Regions from separate parts of the Mus musculus genome. Here region 2 is linked to region 1. Evidence: chromatin contacts called from public Hi-C data. All regions are on one chromosome and are shown on one strand. Each heading gives the region's core, a stretch centred on a gene start, on an enhancer-like site or on the middle of the called end of the contact. The rest is flanking DNA. Distances are from core to core; before and after follow the strand shown.

Region 1 (4,861 bases), core at 999-3,498:
CTGCTCTCTGTGTCTCCACCCACTGCTCTCTGTGTCTCCACCCTCTGCCGATGTTCACACACTGGCATCTTCCATGGCTACCTTTTACAAACACCCTGAGACTCACTCATCCTCCTCCATCCCCTTGATCCCATGATGCCAAGCATGGAAAGCACGTGCTACTGTCTGCAGCACTGTCTTCTCAATGTGGTTCATTCTGGGGGACGTATCCCACTTGGAGATTCTCTGGGTGTCTCCTGGAATCCCAGCTCTTGCTTGCCTCACAGTAAATTACTTCAAAGGTGTGAATGATGGAGACATATGTGTGGTATCTCCTTTGTTCCTCTTTTCTCTGGTCCTAGAGTCTGAGGGCCACATAACTAGATCCCTGTGCTGGGTGGAAGTTTCAGGCTCTTGAACAACTGCTCTGCCCCAGGTCTTACCCCACCCTCCCCAGAAGCTACCAGAGCCTTCTCTCACCGCACCACCCAGCCCTACCTTTGTGCTTGGCCTCAATCCCCCTACCTCTGTACCCTGTCTCCCTACACCTCCCATCCCACTTCCCCACCACACTTATGCTGTCTTCCTACTCTACCACTTCTCCTTAGACTGTTTTCTTTGCTCCCCCTGCCCCCCCACGACCCTGTCTCTACTGCGGCTCTGTCCAGTGTTGCCTCCCCAGGTCTTTCCTGAATCCATCCACCAAAGACCAGCATCCCAGTTTATCTTCTTAAGGGATTCATTGGAGTCTGGCTCTCTTCAGTCTGGGACACACTGATCTTGGTTTCCTCTACATCTGACATCCAGCCCATATTTGCCAAAGACCCACCAACCTCACAGTGCAGCCAAAGTCACAAGTAGAATTCCATGAGAATCCCTGAGCTTAGCATCTGCATGGGAATGCTGGGCTCTCAGTGTGGGACACAGACAGAGAAAAGCCACATGCCCAGAAAGGTGATGGTTTTTCTATAATTTTTTTTTTTGAGAATTGTTCTGCATTTCTCGGATAATGAAGGCAAAAGGCAAACACCTAAACATTTTAAAGCTCATTCACAACATGTTTGAGACAGGGTAGAAACACTGCCAGCCCCCATGTGAGATTACTGGATGAGCCAAGGTCTAGCTGAGAGAGCCTAGAGAGGCCGGCAGTGGCTGGAAACATCCTGCTGGTGGGCACTGCCTTTGGCCTCTTTGAGTCCTCATGGAGTTGTGTGGATATTCAGGAGGGCACAGAACATACAGACAGGATAACAGGGAGAGCTATGTAATAGGATCCGGTTCAGAGGTCAGTGTGAGAAGGAAGGTCACCCCGTCGAGCACATAGAAGGAAAGCTTTCAGTGAGCCGGGCTTTTTCCACATGGATTTATCAGGCCTGGTCACAGGCAGCTTCTGGGAGTAGGACACAGGCTAGGGGGGAAAACAAAGAGGATCCGTCTGCTGGCCGCTGAGAGATGGTCAGAAGTCACTGATGCCAGCTGACCTCTATGATGGCTTCTTCCAATGGGCCACACAGGTTTTTTTTTTTCCTTTCTTTTTTGACAGCTACTGATGATCTGAATCTGTATTTGAAAACCCAGAGCTATAGAAAACCCAGGAAAAAGTCTCCATGGTATGGCTGGCACCAGTGTCCCTTGCCTTGCCTCTGGTCTCTGGTCAGATTTTAGCTGGGTTAGAAGAAGGCAGCAATGTACATGTACTGACCTGGGAGAGGTACCAGCCCACCCAGTGACACTCTTAGGAACAGAGCCAAGCCGTGTCTTTCATGCACATGCAAAGATACAGAACACACCTGTCAGGTACCACTATTTCTAAGTTTGCTCTTCTCACTTGTGAACTTGAGTGAGATTTAGGCATAGCAGATCTCTCTGAGATGCTGGCCACTGGCCTGTTAGCCAGCTCATGTACTGTGGGTCAGAGAAAGGTGCCGAAGCACTTGGTCAAGTGGCAGGCAAGGAGGGTCCTATCATCATGGAGTTTCCTGGGTCTCCCACCCTTCCCCGTTGGAAGGACAGATGTCCACAGCTGTGGTGATCCTGTTTATTCTTTCCCTTGGGGGATCTTGGAATATCTGGTGATGTTTTTTGAGGGTAGAGCTGTGGTGCTATGGCACACCCCAGATGGGGTCTGGTGCTGCTGAAACCTCTGGATATTTAGATAAATTCACTCCCCAAAATGGACTTCATTCTGAATGTCAATAGTGACCAGGCTGATGACCTCAGAGGGGCTAACCATTCTGTCTCTCGATATGACTCTTACGCTCTGACGTCACGTGTGGGGACATATGTGTCCAGGCAAATCACACTGCCTCCTGGCTCTCAGCTTTGGCAATATTGGTCAGCACGGGTCTTGCCACGTTTGAGAAGACTAAACTAGAGTGCTTTCATTTAGAGTCTTCTTTTCATTAAGCTCTTACTAGTTTGTAGTGTATCCAGGACATTAAGCACTACATGTGCACACTTACATGTGCCCACAGGGGAAACGGCAGGTCCACCTGGGAAGACCATCTATAGCAGTAGCTCTCAACCTTCCTAATGCTGTAACCTTTTCACACAGTTCCTCATGCTGCGGTGACTCCCAACCATAAAATTATTTCACTGCTATTTCATAACTATAATTTTGCTGTTGTTATGAATCATAATGGAAGTATTTCTGGACTGAGATAAGGGTCGTGACCCACAGGCTGGAAACTGGTGACTTATCGAGTGTCTACAGCAGAGCACTGGAAGCCTGGATGCCAATAGTGAAGAACACGGGATCAAGAAGCAACAGAAATCTGCATGTGGGTCTGGGGAGATGCATCAGGGAGTAAGTCACGTGCCGTACAAGTGTTAGGACCTGGATCAGATTCCCAAGAGCCCATTTATAAAAATATCCAGGAGTGGGGAATAGTGCTTAAATCCTAGAACCTGGGAGGTGGGGGTCTCATCAAATCAGTGAGCTCCAGATTTGATTAGAGATCCTGTCTCTTAAAAATAAGGTGAGTTGACCTCTGTTACACACACATACATACACACTCACACACACACAGTGTATATCTCAACACATCTAAAATGATTTGTCTGTCCTACAACAGTTACATATATTGTCATAGCATGCTGAAGAACATTAAATCTCCTATCAGGTGAACTCCTGAGAAAAATTTGTTGGCAGTTGGCCTTTCTAGGAAATTCGAAGATACACTCCAGTTCTACTTCATTCCTGCCCAAGAAAGTGTCCTATGCCCCAGTTCACAATGCAGGACTCACTGAGTGTGTTTAAGTAAAAAACCAACATTTGAAAATATAACAACCAAAACTTTGTTGCTTCATGGCTCTTTAGCAAATCATCATGGTAATTATGGGGACGGCTAGGATAGACCTCAGAGAGCCCAGAGAAACCAAACTCCATGCCTTCTTGCCTGGCAACATGTTTGTTATGGGGCAAAGATGGGAATATTGACACTGGTGTCTTTGCAGAGCAGGAACCCCAGGGCATGGGCAGCTAAGGAATTAACAGGCTCTTGCAAAACCCAGTGAAGGGCTTGCTACACTCTAGCAGGAAGATAGGAGAGGTGACTTTTCTTCAATGACAAGAAAAAAAAAATAGGTTGGCAGCTTTCACTGACTCAGGCTGGGCCATGATGCCTGTGTAGAGGGGCAGAGATAATATCTACTTGGTGCCAGTAATGCAGTGTCAGGGGATATCCTTGACTGGCTCTGGCTGCAGTCAGAACATCCAAGAGAGATTCTTCTTATTGCAGAGGTTAAACACACATTACTTAAGCTATCATATTTTCCTAGTAAGCCTTTTTGAAAGCAAATTCAAATATATGTATCTTTAATTGCAGTCAACTGTTCTGCAGTGAAAACCTATAATTACTAATTTTCACATTCAATCCACACTGAGTATCATTCAACCTACTAGGGACCATAGATATCACATCCCCAGACACAGAGGAAGGGTCTGGAAACACTTAAATCTTACAGGTTTATAAAACCAGCCCAGCATAAACACTGCAGACATCACATGAGAATTATGCCATTAATCTGTTGGTTTCAGGAATCATTTTTCTAGGTCCCATGTCTCTGCAAGGCTCTGGACTTTTGCTTTGATGCAATTTAATATTTATTATTTTGATGTCTTGAATTGATTATTGTAATTGCTCAGCATTCTTTAAACAACACACATGGTCCAGTATCTGGAGCTCACCTCCATGTAGCTACAATGGTAGAATCAGGATGGAAGACAAGTCATGGTGGTCGGTGCTAAGCTGAGCCATCTCTCAAGATTGTCTACATACACCACCTTCAGAGGGGTGGGCTTCATGTATCTCCTTCCTGGTGCTCTGAGAAATAACAGTGTCACTCTTTCTACTGACATGAGATGGTGTGCTCTTGTGACCTTGGGAAAACTATCCTCTTCTATCTCCACTTGTCCATGTTTCTGCTAAGCACCCAGAACCTAGCCATTATGCCATGGTTACCTACTGCCTCTCATGATCCCTCTCCTTAGTGAGCAGGAAAAGACAAAAAAACCAAACCAAATCAAAACCAAAACCAAAACCAAACCAACCAACCAACCAACCAACCAACCAACCAACCAACCAAAACTGAAACCAAACAAACAAAACCACCACAGCAACCTGGAGCTTGTCCAAAGCCTTCACCTCTTTAGAGATTACTACCAACTTACTACACGATACATATTTACAAAATTCAATCATGGGGAAGAAAATCCTATCTATGCCTCTTAGGAAATACCTAAGAGTACACACATCTGCACATGCATGTGCACACACACACACACACACACACACACACACACACACCCCTCATGTGGTTCCAGAGAAACACACTCTTTCCACACACAGGATACCCCCACACCAACATGGCTATACCTGGG
Region 2 (4,789 bases), core at 569-3,068, 100 kb after region 1:
GGACCTTGACACAGCTGGTCAAATCACATCCACAATAAAGAGAAGAGAAAAACGAATGGATGCATACTTGTGCTGAACACTCTATATTGCACAGTCCAGATTGCCTTGCCTAGGGAATGGTGGTGCTCACAGTGGGGCTTCTCATGCTAACCCCAGGCACACTCACAGGCCGGCCTGATATACATCTGAGATGCTCTTCCCAGGTGAGTCAACATTGTGTGAGGCGGACAATTGCACACGATGGCGTCATGCTTCTGCATACAGACGGCAACAGGTGCTTCCTCTGTGTGAGGATGGTAGCCTGTGTCATCCCAACATATTCCAGTCTTTGCTAAGAGTAGACAGTAGTAGTTATGAACACTGTCAGAACACAACTGCCATGTTTGCAAAAAAAAATATGGAAGACATTCTTGTTATTCTATTGGCTATAACGGAAGTACAGCTCAACAACTTCCCATCCCTGAATCAGAACAAAATCGAAAGTGATTAACCTACAGGACATCACCGGCTTGAATCCCTGACCCCAGACCTAAGGGAAGTTTGTTATTCAGACTTCCAGAAGAGGTATCATGTGAAAGAGAAGCTTCACACCTCTAGATGCAAACAGTGAGTCCCTTTAATGCTGCTTAGGGCTGAGCGACTAACAGTGACCTACCACCTAAGAGCTCTGTAAAAGACCAATAAATATGACTACAATAAAACACTTTTCCAGGAGGCATCAGGTCAAAGGGGAGAACAACTGACAAACCCATGGAGCAGTTTGCTACTTAAATCACCCACAAAATGCCAACTTTCCTGAAGCTGCTGAGAATTTGAGACGAAAAGGCTCACGAGTAAATTCAGAAGGTTGGCAAAGAGCGCAGAGTTCATATAAGCACAGAGTATCAGTGTGTACGGTGTCCATCAAGGCTGCAAAGACAATCAGAGCTGCAGAAGGGTGGCTCTGCAATGGGCAGACTGCACAGTCCCATGCTGTGAGAGAGATCATGGTGACACATTGGCTCCGTTTCACCCAGTGACCTCACTCAGTCACAGAAATGAAAGCAGGGTTTTTCCTGTGTTTTCCTGTGGTTATGTGGGATTGGTGGCAGAATCTAGAATCTGGTTAGAGCAGTGGCCAGATGGGAAATAGCTTTGCTTTCCTTTCTGGCTTTCTTTTCTCCTGTGGTGCACACTTGGCCTCTGGATATAGCATGGCTGCTCATCTTGAAACCAGAGAGTCTGTGATTACTTACAAAGACCCTCACAAGAATAAGCCTACTGTGCTCCTCTACAGAATGGGCTGTGTGTGTCATCAGACCCTCACGTGAGATTCCAGTTCCACCAGATCTTCAGAGGTCGTAACGTATACCCAAGGTTGAAGGTTGGCTGGGCTTGAATATCCAGTTTTCCTGTCTTCACCTATGGTGCCCGAGTCACCCATACTCCCGTAAGCAAGCTCTGTAAACTCACGTCACACACTTTCTGAGCCCCGGCAACAGGCAACAGATCCCTCGGACTTTGCTGGCCTTCCAGATGGACTTTGATGACATATACTCATTCTGATAGCCACGGAAAAACTCTAGTACAGCTAGCAGGATAGTGACCTGGTTTCCTGTTGCCACCTGAGGCCCCTCCTGTATGTGGCCTGACATATTTGCAGGTTAGGGGACTCGGATATCAGCATCTGGGGAGGGCCTTTATTTGTCTGTCACACAGTTCTCATACTGTCACCTCCCTCTTTATACTTCAAAAGCCATTTCTGAGGCCAGTCCCCGTGGAGGCTCTTCCTCACCCAGCCCAGTGCTTTACTCATCCTGCCTGGACATAGAGGTGACACGTCTCGTGGTGACTCATCATGTCACAAGTGCACAGATCTGGCTGAAGAATTTCCTTCACAATAATGAAGTATGTTCATCAAGTGTGATGATCACACACACTATGCATCTGACCCCAGCAAAGCTAGGGAGGTTGAACTCTCCACAGGGTCGGGGGGAGGCCAAGTCAGGCCTCTTCATTACTCCCAGTCCTGGCATTCTCTCTTACCTGTCTTCTGATGTGGGTAGCTGAGACACTTCATCACAGGCTGAACCTGTATAAGATTCTGACACTACAGTCATACCTTATACTCTAGTGTGGGGATAGACTCCATGGATCTTCTCTGGGATCTGCGATTACCTCACACCCATTTCCAAAGGAATAGGTTGAACCTTTCAGTACCATTTCCATTTGTATGCAACATTTATATCCCATCTGGAGGGAGGGAGGTGCCAGAGTTTACTTCCCGTGTTGGATGAGAGCTTTGGCTTCTCTCAAGTGGTCAGCTGTGTGTGGAAGCACAGTCCATACTGAGCCTGCTGACTTTGCTATTATAGTCTAGGACACTGTCTCTGCACCTGTAGGAGGTAGAGTGAATGGTAGAAGAGTATGGGAATAGCAATCGATTGATCCACACTGATGAAGAAGCTGAGTGGCCTGGAGTCCTTGGAGACACAAGGTACCCATGTGGCTTCCCAAGCAATAGTTCTTGTTGAAGGAGAGATCACAGGCTGAATGGAGAAAGCCTTCACCTTGTCTCCCCATAGGCCCTAACTGTGATTCCAGACTCTCTGTCTCAAGCCTGCATGGCTGTTTCAGAAATCAGGTAAACTAACCCTAAGTGTGCAAAATCCTGAAATTTAGCCGAAAGAAAAACTCCAGCCACTGTATGGAATAGTACAGGGTTGCTACCCTGATATTTGGAGAAGATTTCTATGTAAACAGGCTAGCTCATTATGAGCTTTGGGTTTTCAGGTATGCACATATATTGTTGTGTTGCAACATCCTCTGGATTGAAACATTCCATCCTTGAAGGAAGAAGCTGTGAGGGTAGAGAAGAGGATGGGGTAGAAGAAGGGGTAACTAACATTAAGAATGTTTTAGAAAATAGGGGAACCTACTATTTATAAGCACACGTGCGTACACACACACACACACACACACACACACACACACACACACTACCCTGGCCAGAGGATAATACTCCTCTCAGAAGCCATAGGTTGCAAAATAAAAAGCCCACTGCCAGGTGTGGGATACCTCCCCTCAAACTGTTGGTAAGAGGTATTCTGGAGACCCCATCAAACAAAGCAAGTGATTGCAATGGCTACTGGATATCCACTAGAACTCAATGGTATGGGCCTATTGCTTAAGATATGCCATACTGTGGTCACAGGACATGAATAAATTAAGCCGTTTTTGATAGGGAAGCCCCTTCCCCTCTGACTAGCTTTCATAGCACCAGAAAGTATTTCGGGTGCTGGAAGAAAGAAGTTACAGCAGTCATGCTCAGCCTTGAAGCCTGCAAGTTACAATAATGACCACCAGGCAAGATATGCACCAGGGTACAATAGGGACGCAGCTATTGTGGGAATAACCAGCTGTTTTATTTTTAATTGGATTTAAGGCCTGCCTTAAACACATGCCTGGTACTGTAAACTTGACCATGAACCATGGTTGGGGAGCCCGTAGGCCTTAGCTATGAACCTACTGTTACAGTATCAAAATGTCCTCTACATACTATCTAGATTAGAACAGCTTTCAGACCTCAGAGAAGCCTCTTTGTGCAGAGGATTATGGCTAGCCCCGAAAATCACAACTGGTAAAAGTGAAGAGGACAGGTGTCACTTGAGTGCTCAGCCACAAATGGAAAATCGATATCACATTTACTTTCCTACCAAGGCTCGGGGAACATCACAGAAGAGGAAGAAGAAAGACTGTAAGAGCCAGAGACTTGGAGGATCAGGGAAGGACCAGTATCTTCTGAACACCACAGGACTGATGTTCTCACAAACTCACACCAAATGTGATTGTCTGCACAAGACCTATACAATATCAAGCCAGTCAGCATCCCAGCAGGGAGGGAATAGGAGCCTGTGAGCTTCAACCCCTCACTGAGGAGCTACTGACAGTTGATGACTGCTGATGGGGGCGGAGAAGTAGTCAGCTTTTTAGGGTTGTCGCCTCTCATAGTTCCATCAAGTTCCAGTAGATGAACTCACACATATTTATACATAGTCAGCACAAAGTGGAATGAGTGGGTTATAAAAAAAAAAAGAAAAAGAAAGTATAAAGTTGAAGTGATCATGGACTCTGTAGGTATTAGGGGGAGCAGAGGAGAGTGAATATTGTGTGCATATATAGAATTTCAAAGAGTTAACAAAAATATAATATTAAAAAGATTCAGGATACAGGCAATCCACAAGTCTCAGGAAGTTCCTGAAACATATCAAACTCACAAGGCTGCTTCTTCCTCAATACTACATAAACAGTAAATACTGCTGGGGAAAGGAGACCATCTGACCTGGTAAGCTGTCAGTATATCATGCAGAGAGCTGCCAGGATGACGCTTTTATGATTCATACAGGTTGAAGTGAGCTTTGCAGTCATGTAGCTGCCTTTGATGAATATCTTCTAAGTAACCCCAATATTTATTGGTTCACCAACTTGAACCTTGGTGGAATTGTTTATTTGGTCTGTTGATGTTCTATGTAGAGTGAGAAAACATTTGCTCATATCACCCCAGGAAAAGTCACACTACCATGTGCGACTAAAACACTAATTAATTAAAATTATTTCTGGTCACTGAAAGTAATTAGAATAGAAATCCCTAGAATTGGTCCGATTTGATTTTCAGAACGACTATAAGTTTATGTGTCATTACATCAATTTTCAGGAACTAACAAAAAACAGTATCAAAGATCCAATAACATAATAACTGCAGCAGATGGCACGGGGAACCAGAGTTGATCTGATCTGAGCTCCATTCCAA

Evidence for each region. A called contact is a pair of places that touch in the nucleus more often than the background predicts.
Region 2: a contact with region 1 is called in a Hi-C map of muscle stem cells, with 1.8 times the contacts expected there. The contact joins two enhancer-like sites. A contact is called at or near these places in 1 of 15 datasets of contacts at CTCF or cohesin (the NIH/3T3 cell line), 19 of 484 Hi-C or Micro-C datasets (the C2C12 cell line, LSK cells, astrocytes and 10 more), 1 of 115 datasets of contacts at active chromatin or transcription factors (embryonic stem cells) and 1 of 9 other capture datasets (embryonic stem cells).

Annotation. Positions count from the first base shown.
Region 1 is chr8:14,816,103-14,820,963 of GRCm38.p6, reverse strand. All of the region lies in intron 9 of Dlgap2 (DLG associated protein 2), which reads right to left. Among named protein-coding and RNA genes, the nearest start is that of C030037F17Rik, 52 kb to the right of the region's middle. Within about 2 kb of position 2,248, at least 22 of the 459 cell types and tissues checked have an H3K27ac peak or open chromatin away from gene starts, as enhancers often do. A contact at or near this core is called in the C2C12 cell line and muscle stem cells, where this site is marked.
Region 2 is chr8:14,713,585-14,718,373 of GRCm38.p6, reverse strand. All of the region lies in intron 5 of Dlgap2 (DLG associated protein 2), which reads right to left. Among named protein-coding and RNA genes, the nearest start is that of C030037F17Rik, 50 kb to the left of the region's middle. Within about 2 kb of position 1,818, at least 19 of the 459 cell types and tissues checked have an H3K27ac peak or open chromatin away from gene starts, as enhancers often do. A contact at or near this core is called in the C2C12 cell line and muscle stem cells, where this site is marked.